Linked DNA regions of Arachis hypogaea: region 1 is linked to region 2. Evidence: chromatin contacts called from public Hi-C data. All regions are on one chromosome and are shown on one strand. Each heading gives the region's core, a stretch centred on a gene start, on an enhancer-like site or on the middle of the called end of the contact. The rest is flanking DNA. Distances are from core to core; before and after follow the strand shown.

What was found. Hi-C and Micro-C count contacts between places; a contact is called where the count stands out from the background.
Region 1: a contact with region 2 is called in a Hi-C map of leaf, with 2.6 times the contacts expected there. The contact joins the enhancer-like site here to the promoter of LOC112803107 in region 2. A contact is called at or near these places in 2 of 8 Hi-C or Micro-C datasets (leaf and an unstated tissue).

The regions. Positions count from the first base shown.
Region 1 is chr1:43,627,833-43,635,134 of arahy.Tifrunner.gnm2.J5K5, forward strand. No RefSeq gene overlaps it. Among protein-coding and RNA genes, the nearest start is that of LOC112803136, 26 kb to the right of the region's middle. Within about 2 kb of position 3,674, at least 3 of the 3 cell types and tissues checked have open chromatin away from gene starts, as enhancers often do.
Region 2 is chr1:43,232,779-43,240,144 of arahy.Tifrunner.gnm2.J5K5, forward strand. LOC112803107 (THO complex subunit 1) reads right to left here and starts at 4,437. Exons shown (of 18, transcript XM_072198074.1): 1 at 4,124-4,437; 2 at 3,865-3,948; 3 at 3,446-3,520; 4 at 3,218-3,311; 5 at 2,746-2,891; 6 at 2,570-2,641; 7 at 1,502-1,570; 8 at 1,248-1,373; 9 at 1,077-1,142; 10 at 946-987; 11 at 181-297; 12 at 1-43. The coding sequence starts at 4,126.

The DNA of each region.
Region 1 (7,302 bases), core at 2,424-4,923, 390 kb after region 2:
CAAGGAGCGGCTGACTAAACTAGGAGTCAACATTCTGGGTGATAGTATGTGTGTACTGTGTACCAAGGAATTAGAATCTGTTGAGCATCTATTCCTTAGGTGTGAGGTAACATGGCAGGTGTGGTGCAAGTGGATGAAGTCACTAGGAAGAGAGTAGGTGATTTCCGGAACTGTTAAAGAAATGTTTGAGAGTTGGCATGGCATGCATAATAGACAACAAAGGAAGAAGATGTGGATGACAGTGTTCTTTGCAGTGATTTGGAACATCTGGTTGGAACGGAATGCACGAATCTTTAAGAATGAAAGATCAAGTCTGGAGGTCATGCACACAAGGACGGTGATGAGTTACACGGAATGGAGTGGTGGTGATCCTGGGGGAGGATGAGAGTATTGGGGATATTAGGGGTTGGTTTATTTATTGGTAGCTGGTTATGTGTCTTCTTCTTTCTTTTATTTGCTCCACTTTAATGTGTTGAGCTTCCTTTGTTTCAAAAAAAAAAAAGTTAATATGTGATCGAAAATGTCTCAAGAGAGGAGGTGAATGTAGTCATAGAACTAGTGACTAAGATTATTTATTAATGGATAGTTACCAAAACAGTAATTTTATAGCCATTTGTTTTTACTGTATCTAGTAAAAACAAATATTTTTACCGGTATGGATAATGTCGTACCGTATATTATCCTACTCCAAAATATTTTTAGAATATTTTAGTGAGGATAAATGGATAAAAAAATACCCGTAAAAATATATTATCAGTTAACTTTTATCCTGGTAATCACAATTATTAATTATTAGCATTTATTGCCATCATAGCATTTATTAATACTATTATTTAATTTTTTTTATCTGGACTCGCCTCGTTAAATCAAAGGAAACTGTGATTCTCGAATTTTACAAATTCTAGTCGCAAAATGTCCAAAAATTATTGTTTCGCAAAATTGGGTTCTTATATATTCACTTGTGTGAAAATTATAGAGCCTTTTCTTAAGAAATATCTTATTGTGTAGTGATTTGGTCTCGTACAATTTAGTGACTGTGTCTCAAATTTTCTTTGTTGTTTTTTTCACTAAAATACTTGATAATACCGAGTCAACTATTGCTGAGTGCAAGTTGGCAACAGTATTGTTGTCGATCTCTCCAATCGCCATTAGCAATACCTGGGATTCTGCTTTCAACTGCATCTAAGCAATTTTTTTTTAATTGTCTTAATTTTTAGTTTTCAAACAGAGAAGTTACTTTCTTTAAATTTCTCGATCTTAAATTTTGCTATCATAATACTAACATCGCTCTACTCCTTCACAGTAGAAACATTATATTATGAACCTAAAATTTTAATCCTACTATTAGATATTCGAGTAACAAAACAAAATAACGCAACTAAAATTTGAAAGTAAAAAAAAATGAATTGAACACAGTGATTTATCTTTAAATAATTTTAGAAATATTATAACTAAATAAAAAAAATAATAATACACTCACTAAACTTAGCACACAGACTTCATTCTCTCTTGATCTTACACACACACATAAAAATAGCCCGCTCTCCTTTTATTTAATGCTTGGTGGCTTAGCTTTCTTCGACTAGAACACCCACTCTTATTTCCAACTTACACTTATGCCAGATATTTTGTTTTTGATATTGGAGTAGAGCGGTATTCTTTTAAAATGTGAGTTGATAGGGTATTATTTTTAAATGTGGAACTGTTTAATTAGATAAACAAAAATTGGACCATTCGATTTATGAGAAATATAGAAATTAAACCAAAAGATTTGTGACAGAACAGAAATTGGATCGAGAAATTTTTGTTAAAAAAAATTAAAAAATTTGAAATATAAAAATTGGACCCTTTGATTTATGTATCTTTCACATTTTTTAAAAACACTAAAAATTATAATATTAAAATATATCACTACTTTTACTTCTATATATCACTATTTTTACTATATAAAAGTTATTCTAATATAGTTATACTATAACGATTATAATAACTATGGTGTTTTAAAAAGTTGCTAAATAAAGTAACATTTTTTTATTATTAAACTATGCTTTATATATATTCCAACAAAGGCAGTGCATTATGATGGCATGCATTTCATGTTTTCATTATTTTATTCTTTTTGTTAATGCATGTATGACATATTATTTTTATTTTATTGATCATGCATTGCATACTTATTATGATTTTATTGTATGGAAAAAATATCTTCCGTTCAAACTACTCTATGATGACACTTCGCACATATCATGTAATTTTTTTTCTCTCTTTTTAAATAATAATTTTGCAGGGAATATGAGATTTTAGTAGATTGAGTTTTACCTTTATTTGTTATCTCGGAAGATAATTTACTGGGTAGGTGATTTTTTTTTAGAATGTGTAGCAAAAGGATAAACATTTTTGGAATTAATATTTCAAAAACATCTGTATTAATCAACGACATATATATATATATATATATATATATATATATATATATGTTATATATTTATATAAAAATATATTTTAAGTGGATATTGAACTAAAAACTTTTTAATAAATACAAAAAATTTTTAAAAACTAAAAGAAAACCATTAATTAATAATTTAATATTTTTTAACATAAAAATCAGTTCTATTTTAAATTATCATTAAGTTATATAATAATGTTATATCTTTTTTGTAACCTACAGATAGAATTAATAGAATTAGAGTTAGAATATTCTCAACCTACGAATAAAATTAGAATTGACTTTAAATCTTATTTTATCCTACCCATTGTCACCTTTATTAACAAGTTAGGTGGGTCAAATGTCAAACTAAGTGACAGTTTTGACTGCAAGCTAAACAACACAATAATATCAAATAGTTACATATAGATAAATTTTGTTTTTTTTGTTTTTTTGTTTTTTTTTTTATAAATGAAATACTCAATTTTATAGAAAATTTACTATCCCACTTAGAAGGTAGAAATATTTAGATCTTTTAAAGAAGCAACATTCTCAAAATAAATATTTTGAGAATCTTCTACTGAACATTGAGAGATTTTTATTTTAAGGAAATGTCAAAATAATGAAATGTTTTTCTCTACCAAACACGTCCATAGAAGTTTTATATTTCATAGTTTGTTCACATTCTATTTAATATGAATAAAATGCGAGTTAACAATATCTCACACATAATATATAGTAACTTAGTTATACATAATAACATTGTTTGAATTTGTTTGAATGCAAAATACTTGAACTCGGATAATTAGAATGACAAACAACTTTTTATGCGTTTATTTACAAATGCATGTCCAAGATCATTTTAGTATAATATATTAAATATTAAATAGTTTATCAGTTTCGTTCATATTTTTTTGCCTAAATTATTTATATTTTTTTCTCAGTTATTTATGGTATTCTCTAGTTCAACAGATTAAAAACTAATCTGATGTAGATTTAAGATTCATTTAAGGAGGGCCAATTGATTGTTACAAACTGAGTGAACTACAGGGACAACCTAAATTGGTTTGAATCATCTATATCTATGTTTTTCTTTTTTAATTTTTGGATTCAAGTTCGAATCATCTTATTCCTTATAATTGCCTATCTTCAATTATTTTTTTTCCAGAGTTGAGGGGCATTTCTTCTTGTCAATAACATGCAAGCGATCAACGTGCAAGCCAATAACTTGTTTTGAAGTAGGCCTTACTTTATGGGTCCAAAAACTGTCCAAGACTCTTTCTAGACAAAAAAAAAATAAAACAAGGGGAATAACAATGTGGCCCAAATGAAGATAAAAGCTACTCTTGTCCGTCCAAAATAAAAATACCAAATTTGTACAGAGACCAAAATTAAACAAAAAGAAAGCGCATGAAGATCAAAGGCAATAGGGGATTTATGACCATCAAAGTTGATCTTATGAAAGCCTGTGATAGGCTTAATTGAAAGTTGATTGAAACAACCTTGCTTGAGTTTGGTATTCCTTAGCAACTTTGCAATATCATTATCCATGAACTCTTCCCATACACCTTATGTTGGCTGATGAGTTGATTATTTTCTTTGAAGCTTTAGTGCTTCAAGCTGAAATGTGCGATGCATCGGGGCATCGGGTCAACCAAGCAATGACCTCCAAAAGAGGATTTAAAGAAACACATGATATTGGGAGATATTTGGGTTCAAACATTCAAGTAAGCACCACTTGTCGCATAAGTTCAAGTTATGGCTCTTTCGATGGCAAGTAGAATTACACTCGCTTAGTCGGTCAATGGCTCTATGGCATCATTGGGTGGAGCAAGATCTTAGCCCCTAAGGATTGTGGTGGTCTGGGATTCCGAGATTTAAGAACTGTAAATGACTCTTTGGTTATCAAGAGTGGCTGGAATTTGCTGGTGAATCAAGAGCAAAGTATCGTAGGCACAAGAGTGGAGATTCGACTCTTTGGAAGGACATCACTAACTGGTGGCCGAAGATCCTTCAAAATGCGAGATTTCTGGTTAGTAATGGGGAATTTTGCTTCTCCATCAATTACTATTAATGAGTTGGAAAGGTCTATAAAGTCCTATATCACTGAGGAGGATATTGGAAGATTAGAGAACTCAACCACATGCTCCTTAATAATATGATTGTAAAAAACAGTAAATTTCCTCCCTCAAAGCCCAATGATTGTATTGATGCGTTGTATTGGAGGCCAACTCCTAAAGGTGAGTTCTCTATTAAACATACTTATAATATGCACAAAGATTTGGTTTGGGAGAAGATTTGAAATTGGAAGGGCATTCAAAGAGCAAATATTGAAGTGGAGAGGCTCTCAACTCATTTTTCATTCTTGATTTGAAAGATACTTTTATTAATACTACCTGGATGATTTGGAGGTATAGGAATGATTATGGCCATGGGCATACTATTTCTGCCTGGATAAAAGTGGACAAAATTAGAAAGCTCGTCCTTGATTAGATTAACATTAGCAATATCACCTGGGTGTGATTTAAGTTGAACTCTTATGGTGCCTGCAGGGGTAACCCAAGGAATGATGATACTGGAGGGTGGATTTATGGGTTGGCCATGAAATTGGACAATGCTACAACGATTGAAGTGGAGATTAATGCTATCTTCAGAGGTCTTGAGATAGTGTAGGAGAAGGGAATCAGATCAGATTGCTTATTGTGGAAACAGACTCGAAGGGTACTATATACATGATTATTAAGCCTCCTAACAAGCATCCAACTCTAACTAACGCGCATCATTAGATGGATTTCTACGCTCCTTAACCGTAATTGGAGAGTCAAAATTAGACATTTCTATAAAGAAGCAAACAAGGTTGTCGATGGTCTTGCTACTCTCATATTGGATTCGAACCACCCAGCCCCATTCCCTTCTTTATTTTAGTTTATTGTTGTGGCATCTCTTTTCCTACACTTTTCTAGTTTCTTTGTTCTTTGGCTTTAGGATCTTAGGTAGAGGGCCTCTACTGTAAACAAAAAAAATGCATTAAGGAAGAGCGACAAATTATTAAAACATTAACCCGAGTTGAAAAACAAGAGAAAGTAATTTTGTTGTAAGATTATCCTTTTTGTTGTAGAATAAAAGATATATAAAGATGTATAAATAGAAGACTCTAGTATTAAAATAATTAACTCAATAATTATTTATATATATATATAATAATATTATATGTTTAATGTGTATATATATATAAAGATAGAAAGAAGTATTAAAAGTAAAGAGAGAGAAAATTGCATATGTTTATTGTTACTATCTCAATATAATAAAGATGATTAATATTGTTATTAATATTATATGTAAAGAGTAATAGAAAAGAGAATTTAAAATACTTATAAAATAAAAGAAGAGAAAGAATTGTAGTAGAAATATAAAGAGAAGAGTATTTGATTGCAACATAAAGAGAGAATTGATTTATTATTACTTGCTTGTGTATCATATCCCTCATATGGCTTCTCTATTTATAAGCATACGAGGTTTGCTTTTTCAACTTAACTCTTATTGGAAATGGAATTCAACCGCCCATATTAATGGGCATCTAATGTGATCTTATCACAACACTCCTCCTTAGATGCCCATTTAGGATTATGCCTCATTAAAACCTTACTAAAGAAAAACCCAGTGGGAAAAAACCTTAGTGAAGGAAAAAGAGTACAAAATTCTTTAGTGATAGAGACTGCCTCATTAAAAACCTTGTCAGAAAAAACCCAATGGAAAAAAAAACCTGACTAAGGGAAAAAGAGTACAGTCTCCCCCTCTTGCCGACATTATTTAATGTCTCGAAATCGGCGCATCCCAATCTCATGTACCAATCTTTCAAAGGAGGATTTTGGGAGTGACTTTGTGAATAAATCTGCCAAATTGTCACTTGAGCGAATCTGTTGGACATCAATTGTCCCTTGATTTTGAAGATCATGAGTGAAGAAGAATTTGGGAGAAATGTGCTTTGTTCTATCGCCTTTAATGTATCCACCTTTAAGTTGAGCAATGCATGCTGTATTATCTTCAAACAGGACAGTTGGAGCTATCTTATGATCAATCAGTCCACATGATGACATAATATATTGAATCAGACTCCTCAGCCAAAAACACTCGCGACTAGCTTCATGAATTGCCAGTATTTCGGCATGATTAGAAGATGTTGCAGCAATTGTCTGTTTCGTGGACCTCCAAGATATAGCTGTACCACCATATGTGAACAGGTATCCTGTTTGAGATCTCCCTTTATGTGGATCAGACAAATATCCGGCATCTGCATAGCCAACTAGTTGTGACTTGGATCCGTAGGGATAAAATAATCCCATATCAACTGTTCCATGAAGATATCGAAAGATTTGCTTGATTCCACTCCAATGTCTTCTGGTTGGAGAGGAACTATACCTTGCTAGTAAATTCACCGCGAATGATATGTCAGGTTGTGTATTATTAGCAAGATACATTAGTACTCCAATGGCACTAAGATATGGTACTTCAAGACCAAGGATATCTTCATTTTCTTCTTTAGGACGGAATTGATCCTTTTTCACATCCAAAGATCTTACGATCATTGGGGTACTTAATGGATGTGACTTATCCATATAAAATCTATTCAAGATCTTTTCTGTGTATGTTGTTTGATGAATAAAGATCCCGTCTTTTATATGCTCGATCTGCAGGCCGAGACAAAATTTAGTCTTTCCAAGATCTTTCATCTCAAACTCTTCTTTTAAAGTTTTTATAATTGTTGGAATCTCTTTAGGAGTCCCAATGATATTTAAATCATCAACCTACACAGCAATTATAATGAACCCAGATGTAGTTTTCTTTATGAAAACACATGGACAGATGTCATCATTCTT
Region 2 (7,366 bases), core at 3,187-5,686:
GTTGTTTTTCATATGGCAGGCAGCCATCGCGTTTCCACCACACCTAACAGTAAAAGGTATAGAATGGTATCATGTCTCATTTTATATTAAAAAGTGGATAATCACCTGATTCTGCACATGTCGCATTAAATTGCATGTGCAAGAAAGCATAAGATGGAAGACTTTAAGGAGGATCCTCACCCAATTCTTTTCCCGTTCCAATATATGCTCAATTTTGTGAAGAAATTCCTTTCCTTTGGGTGGAGTCAGTTCAAGAAGTCTTTTAACACGCGCCTCACATGATGAAATCTCATCTTTCTGAAATAAAAAAGAAAATATGCAGGATACTTTTGTCATAAAAGGAACTCCTGAGATGAATAGCCAGTTACCTAGTCTCAAGACTTTTGGTACTATTACTAAATGACAAGATAATCAATTTCACAAGGTTAGGCCAACTGCACGGATCCAATAACACCATTTTGTCCTGTTGTTCATATCTAAATGGATAAAACACCATTTTTTGTCCTACTTTGATTCATGTTTACAGACATTAAAATTTTGGCATTTCTAAATTTGTTCATTTATCATTTTTCTTTGTTTCCTTCTATCTGTAACTATTGGCTACCTTCTATACACTAGAACTTCTATAGAACATCTCCTTATATAGGATCAAGTTAAGAAATGTTTTGCTATCAAAATTCTAAAGGGAAAAAGGGGAAACAGTTCACATATAAAAAATAACTAAAAAATATATATATATATCTAGAAACATGTAAATAAAGGAGTACTTTGAGAATCGCAAGAGTCCCTATTCAAGTAAGCAAACACAAACAGCATCGGACCACTATAAAGACAGTGGAGTGGCTTTGATAGCAAAGAGACTAACAGCAGAGATAGAGGTCAGATGCAAATTTAGTATTTAGTATATACTACATAACATAAAAGTTCAAGGGAGACAGTCCTAACCATGCTTTCAGATGGCAGATCCTTATCACCTTTTCCAGGGGCCTAAAAGCAATTGGAGGAGAAACCATCAGATAATCCAGTTTAAAATATAACAGATATATAATATGTATACAAGTATTCTAAATTTTTACCTTTAAATAATCAAACAAGATGAGGCATTGCACCAGAACGTGGCGTCGGAAACTTGGATCCTTTAACTAGAAGTTCCCCCAATAAAAAGAAACGAAAAGAGAGCATCCTGAGTCAGCATATAAACATCTTGTTTAAACATGCATTCTTAGTATGGTTGTCAAACTGCCTACCTCCAGTCCCATTAGTTTACTGCTTGTGAGATATTTTATGCTAAAATTGACAGCTTCTTCCTCCAAATTATTAGCATCCCCCTCTTCATCACTTAAAGGTTGTGCTTCAAATGTATTCAGTACAACCTTCCATTCAACAATAATTCTGGTTATTAAATAAAAATTAAACATGTTTGTGCCAGAACAGAAGAAATTTCGTAACAGAAAATATTCATCCACACAACCAGACAGGAAACTATGAAGTAAAGAATTACCGACAAACTGGACGCAAATTTCTGCCACTTGGAAGGAGCATGAGTTATAGTTGGATTAGAAAAATATTCCTGCATCAAATAAAATAAGACCAATAAACATTACTTTTTTTAAGTTTTCTCTTCAATTTAAATATCTCACATCATGTAGTCAAACTCTAGAAGCGACATCCATTTATTTTGATAAAGAATATTGCGTAAAAAGGGATGAATAGATGGAGATCGGAACAAAGAGATCATGTTTAGAAATTAAAATCTAGCAAAAGAAGAAAGCAGCGATAAAGCAAATAAAACAGCTTATAGACTTTGAACTTCTTGTCAGCTTAAAGAAAAGTTTCTGATGAAAAGAATTTTACATCAGGAAGGAACACACTGCGATGACTTAATAAATTCAGAGAAGAGTTCAGTTAAGAAATCCTGTTAGTAACTATAACAACATAGCTTAGATCTAAATCCAACAAACAGAATATTAAGGCAAGGAACAAGCATCAAATTATTACTCAAACCAACTTTTCAGTACAGACCTACCTGTAATCCCCAGAAAGTCTCATAAAACTTGAAATCAATACATATGCCTGAAAAGTAATAAAAAAGGAATTGTAGACTAGAATCAAACAATTAACCTCAAAAATATTGAGTAAGCAAAGAGTGGTGAAGGCACACCTAGGGGTTCTTTCTCATATTTTGTTTCATTTGATGTGTTAAATACTCCTTTGATGTTTAAGGCTTCAAGAAAAAAGAGAGAGAGCCATCTAAGAAAGAAGATTATGAAAAGGAAATAAAAAATCCAGAACTGAAGATAGGCTTCACACAATTGAACCTGATCTCTCTGATAATGGAAAGAAATGAGCCAAAAACATGAGAATTCTTCCACAAAACACCACATCATTTGCCTATAACGATAACATCAACACATTAAAGTTATGGCTGTCATGAGAAGAACACAATTGCAGCTAACCCAAACTTAAATAATACCCATCTAACAGAACACATTGCGCATATTATCATATAGCTTACAAGGGTGAGTCACGCTATAATCTTTTACACAAACATAACTGGTGTTTAATGGACCTTGGACAGCCGGCGTAGGAGCTGATTGCAGGTTCTCAGCATCACAAGCTTTCCTCGAGCAAAAAGTTCTTGCTGTATGTCATGCAATGATAAGAGTTCCAAACAAACAATGGTCATGTATATATCCAAAAAATAATTAGATGAACATAAAAGCTAGAAACAGTTGGCAAATATACCTTCCCTAATATATCTTGTTTGCTCTCTATATAACCAAAAATATCTTTGCAGTTTTTCATTGTAGACATTTCTGTCAAGTCTTCCAACAGTGAAAAAATCATACCACCTTCTATATGTTCTTTCTCACAAAGATATAGTACTATATCTGAAATGTGAAAACAGTATGCAAATATGAGCAGGAGATAAACATGGAAGACTACATAAATAAGATGCACGCCAAAACTAATTGGAACATTCCTAAAACAGAAGAAAAATGAGTGTAAAATTCAACCAAAGAATCAAAATAAAACCAATAATTAAATGATGCACGTTCCTTTAAGTCTGAGAAAATAAGAACTTTTTTACTTATGTAACAACATAGATTGCACAGTTACTAATGTAACTCATTGTGGGAAAGTGATCTATACTACATCAAATGATCAGAAAGCACCATAAAGAAAATTTTCTTGTAAGCAAAAATGGTTAACAAACCAAGAAGACGAGGAATGAGGCCTTGAGTAGTTTCAGTAGCATCAATTGATTGCCCAAAGTGCATTATTTTCTCCCCAGACTGTACTGCCGATGACTGTTCCAAAGTACAAACAATATCATACATGTCATAAACAGAGGAAACCAATAAACTCAACATTCAACAGGCAAAAAAAGAGGGGGAAAAAATACATGACTAATCCATGAAAAAGAAACTCCAGCTAGACATACCACATATTCCTGAAGTAGCATGCGTAGAATGTTTTCTAGCAACTGGTTCTCATCTTGGGCCAATTTCGTTTGCTTCTGTTAGACACAAATCAATTAAATCAACCACAGCTGTTAACAAAATCACATGAAAACTAAGGGAATCCTGGGCTCCCATTGCCAATCAGTCACCACAGGAACAAACATCAATCAATGAAGGATAGAATTACATATCCTATTATGATTCGAGATACTTCCTACTGAACCTTAAATACAAATTTCTTCATTTTAGTACCCCTTCCCCCAATAAATATCATTAATACAAAAAAATAAAAATAAAAATAAAAATAAAAGATAAGTGATCATAATCAAATGTACATTTCTCTATATACAAAATTCTCCGCTACATTTGAAATTCTCAAAAGATTAGAGGATGGATATACCTGAGGTTTGATGACTTCTTGAACTGTCAGTAAAGCGAAATGCTCAGGTGGCCCAGGCTGCATTATAGCCCTTTTAAACACCTCCTGCGAAACAACAACAACAACAAGCAATCAAGAAAAAGGAAGTAATAAAGCCAAGTTCTAGAACACAGGAAAGGGAATTAAATCAAACACAGCAATTCACACAAAACAGTGTTCAAAATTGGGGCAGTGTCTTACTCAACAAGTGGAATACGGAAAATAGCGGAAGGGAGCTTACCATGTTGAAGTCTAGAACGAAACCCTCACTTATGGTTATGGAACCGCAAGGCCACCAATAATTAAAACAAAAACGTAAATAAAAAAGAAATCAGCAGCGCATTCCAAATCCTGGTTCTGCAGCGGTGGAAAGGGAGCGTCGCAGCGTGAAGGACACGACGGCGGCACGGCGGGAAGATGGTGGCTAGCCACTTTAGCGGGGTTTAGAACTTTAGATGCAGGGAAAGGTATGTTTCAGGGCTTCACTGTCCCAAGAAGTTCAATTTTTCGAAAATTATAGTAACAGTTTGTTTTGGCTAGATTATACGAAAAATCTTTTAGAAAAATAAAATAATTTTATATTTAAATATGTCTTTTGTAAAAATATCATTTTATTTAATAATTATATTTAGATATGATAATACAAAATCATTTTTTATTTATTATAAAATTAAAAATGTTTTTTAAATAAAAAAATAAAAATAAAAAATATAAATTATAATTTTTAAGAAAAAATTATTTTTTTAATATTTTAACTTTTATTACTAAAATTTTATTGAATATACTAAAAAAAATTTAAAAAATTAACAATTTAATAATACTCAAACAAGGATTTATTTAGGACACATGTTAAATTTATAAATTAAAAAAATTTATTGTTAAAAATATAAAAAATTTAAAGATGTACTTGGTTTGAGTGTTTCTAGTTTTTATTTTCACTTAAAATAAAAAATAGAGATAAATATATGTTAGTTTGATTTTAATGAAAATTGTTTTTATGGAAATGTTTTCATAATAAGGTGAAAACAAGGAAACACATACCTGTTTTTACAATTTTCATTATGGAGTGACTTTTTTCATTCTCATCACGGTTAAAATTAAAAAAATGTATTTTTCTAAAAATATCTCTTTTGCTGCATGTGTTTTATTGTATTTGAATATAATATAAAAGACAGTAATATAATGTCTTGTATTATGTTCAGATAGATATGCAAAATGATTAAAATATTATGCAAAATGGTTAAAATAGTTATATATTCTAAATTTTCCGTATCAAATACAAATTAATTTAATGAGAGTACGTAGGAGTACAAGAGATTACAAAAAGAATTAATCTATGAATCAACAAGGTAAAAATTGTATTGAAGCAACAAAATTAAGAATAAACAAAGTAACGTAAGAGTGAATTAAGCCTCCATTAAGAAAACTTATAACATGTCATAAAAAAGATAATGAACTTTAAGAAAGAAAGAATTATTCAGTAAAGTAAGAAATTCTACCAGAAAATAGTACAAAAAAAAGAAAAAAAATAAAGAAAAGGCGGCAAGAAGAGAATACATTTTTGAGAACAATGATGTAGAGAAAAAGTTTAAATTACCAAAAATAAGAAGGGATAATAATAAAATAATAAAAAATATCTATGGATAAAAGGAAAAAATCATAAAAAAATCCGTGTGTACCTTCCTAAATTCCGTGTCTATTATTATCCTTTATAAAAAAATGGATACAAAAATATAAAAAATTGTTTGAGAGACAATATATTCAGTGTCCATATCTCTGTCTCTGAACATTCTTTAAATATTGGTTGTCTATGTCTCTGTGTTCTTTCTCCAAAAACAAACGTTACTTTTATTTTTTTTTTTATGCCACCTCCGATCCATTCTCTCAATTTTTCTATAATTGGTCGTTAATCTTCTTTATACTGCTTAATATTGTGCTGGTAAACTTTTTTTTCTGGAAAAAATGAAACATTTCTTTTTTATATGCGTTTCTATTTTTAAAATAACATTTTGGGAATTTTTGTTTCTCAAAAGTTTTTCTTTTTTTAGCATTGTGATGATTTTTATTAAGAGGTTAAGTTTTGTTTTATGTTTAAATAGTTATATGTAACATTGTTGATATTTCTTTCCTTTGTTGCATCTTATATGTAATAATAGTTAATATTTATTAACATAAGATAAGAAAAATCTGAAACCGAATATAGTAAAAAATAGTCCAATAAAAATACAAAGCTTCTATTGGCATACTCTATGAGCGAGTAAAGAATGGGCAGCTGCAATGTTCAACATTTAAGACAATAGTTTAGGAAAAAATAAAAAATCAATTGACTATAATTGTTACAGAACATTACGATATAGCTAGGCTAAAGGAAAAGTATGATCAACAATGCATTGCACATTGACCGAGAATTATGTTCGTCTAGAATTTTTCAATAAAAATAGAATTTCGTTGTAAGCATAATTTTAAACTAATTAATAATCCTCAATCAAAGTTATAATTTAGTTGTTACAAGTATAAATTTCAATAAAAATAAATCGAAATATTTAAATTTCGGATCGTCTCATAAGAAATTGCAATAAAGTGCTCTATTATTGACTATGAAAGAATAAGGGGGTTTGATTTGATGATTGATAAGAAAAGTAAATAACAAGAAAGTAAATAACAATTAACTAATAAAGGAAGGAAAAAAATTCTTAACTAAAGCATAGAAATTGAGATCACCATCATTGTCTAACAACCATATATTAACAATTATGAAGGACAAACCCATCAAGTCTACTTCTATACTTAAAGTAAGTCAAATAGGCTTATTCAACATCAACCCATAAGTCCCAATCTAGCCACTAATTGACATAATAGTAGGCTAGTGTTAATGGGTATCGAATTGACCAGTAAGGGTTCTCAAATTACCAATTCAATTTGACCCAATGACTTAAGGTCACCCAATTCTCTTAGCCTAGGCCAAGAGTATAGAAAACTACTCTAATACTAGTGGAAATATTTTATCAAACACCTAGAGTGCAATAAAAGTAAGCATCACAAAATGCAAGAATTAATAAAAACTATAACTAACATAAGCAAGAAATCAACAATAGCAACTAAGATAAACATAAAATAAAAGACATAGAAACTTAAAATTGCATTAAAAGAGAATTGAAATTGACAAGAGAGTGCATAAACTAAATTAGCAAAATAAAGAAATTAACAAGAGAAGTAGATCAACTAAAATGCTAGAACAAATTAAAGTAAAAGAAAGCTAAAATGAAACAAGATTAAAATCTAGATCTAAATGGAAGTGAAATAAGAATCCTAAAATCTAGAGAGAGGAGAGAGTTTCTCTCTTTAGAATTCTAACCTAAAACATGATGAAAACTAAACTATGACTACCTCCCCCCTTCCCTTTCAATTCTTGGGTTCAAAAAGCATCAGAAATGAGTTAGATTTGGTCCTCCTTGAACTCAGAAATCGCCCCCAGCGTATTGCC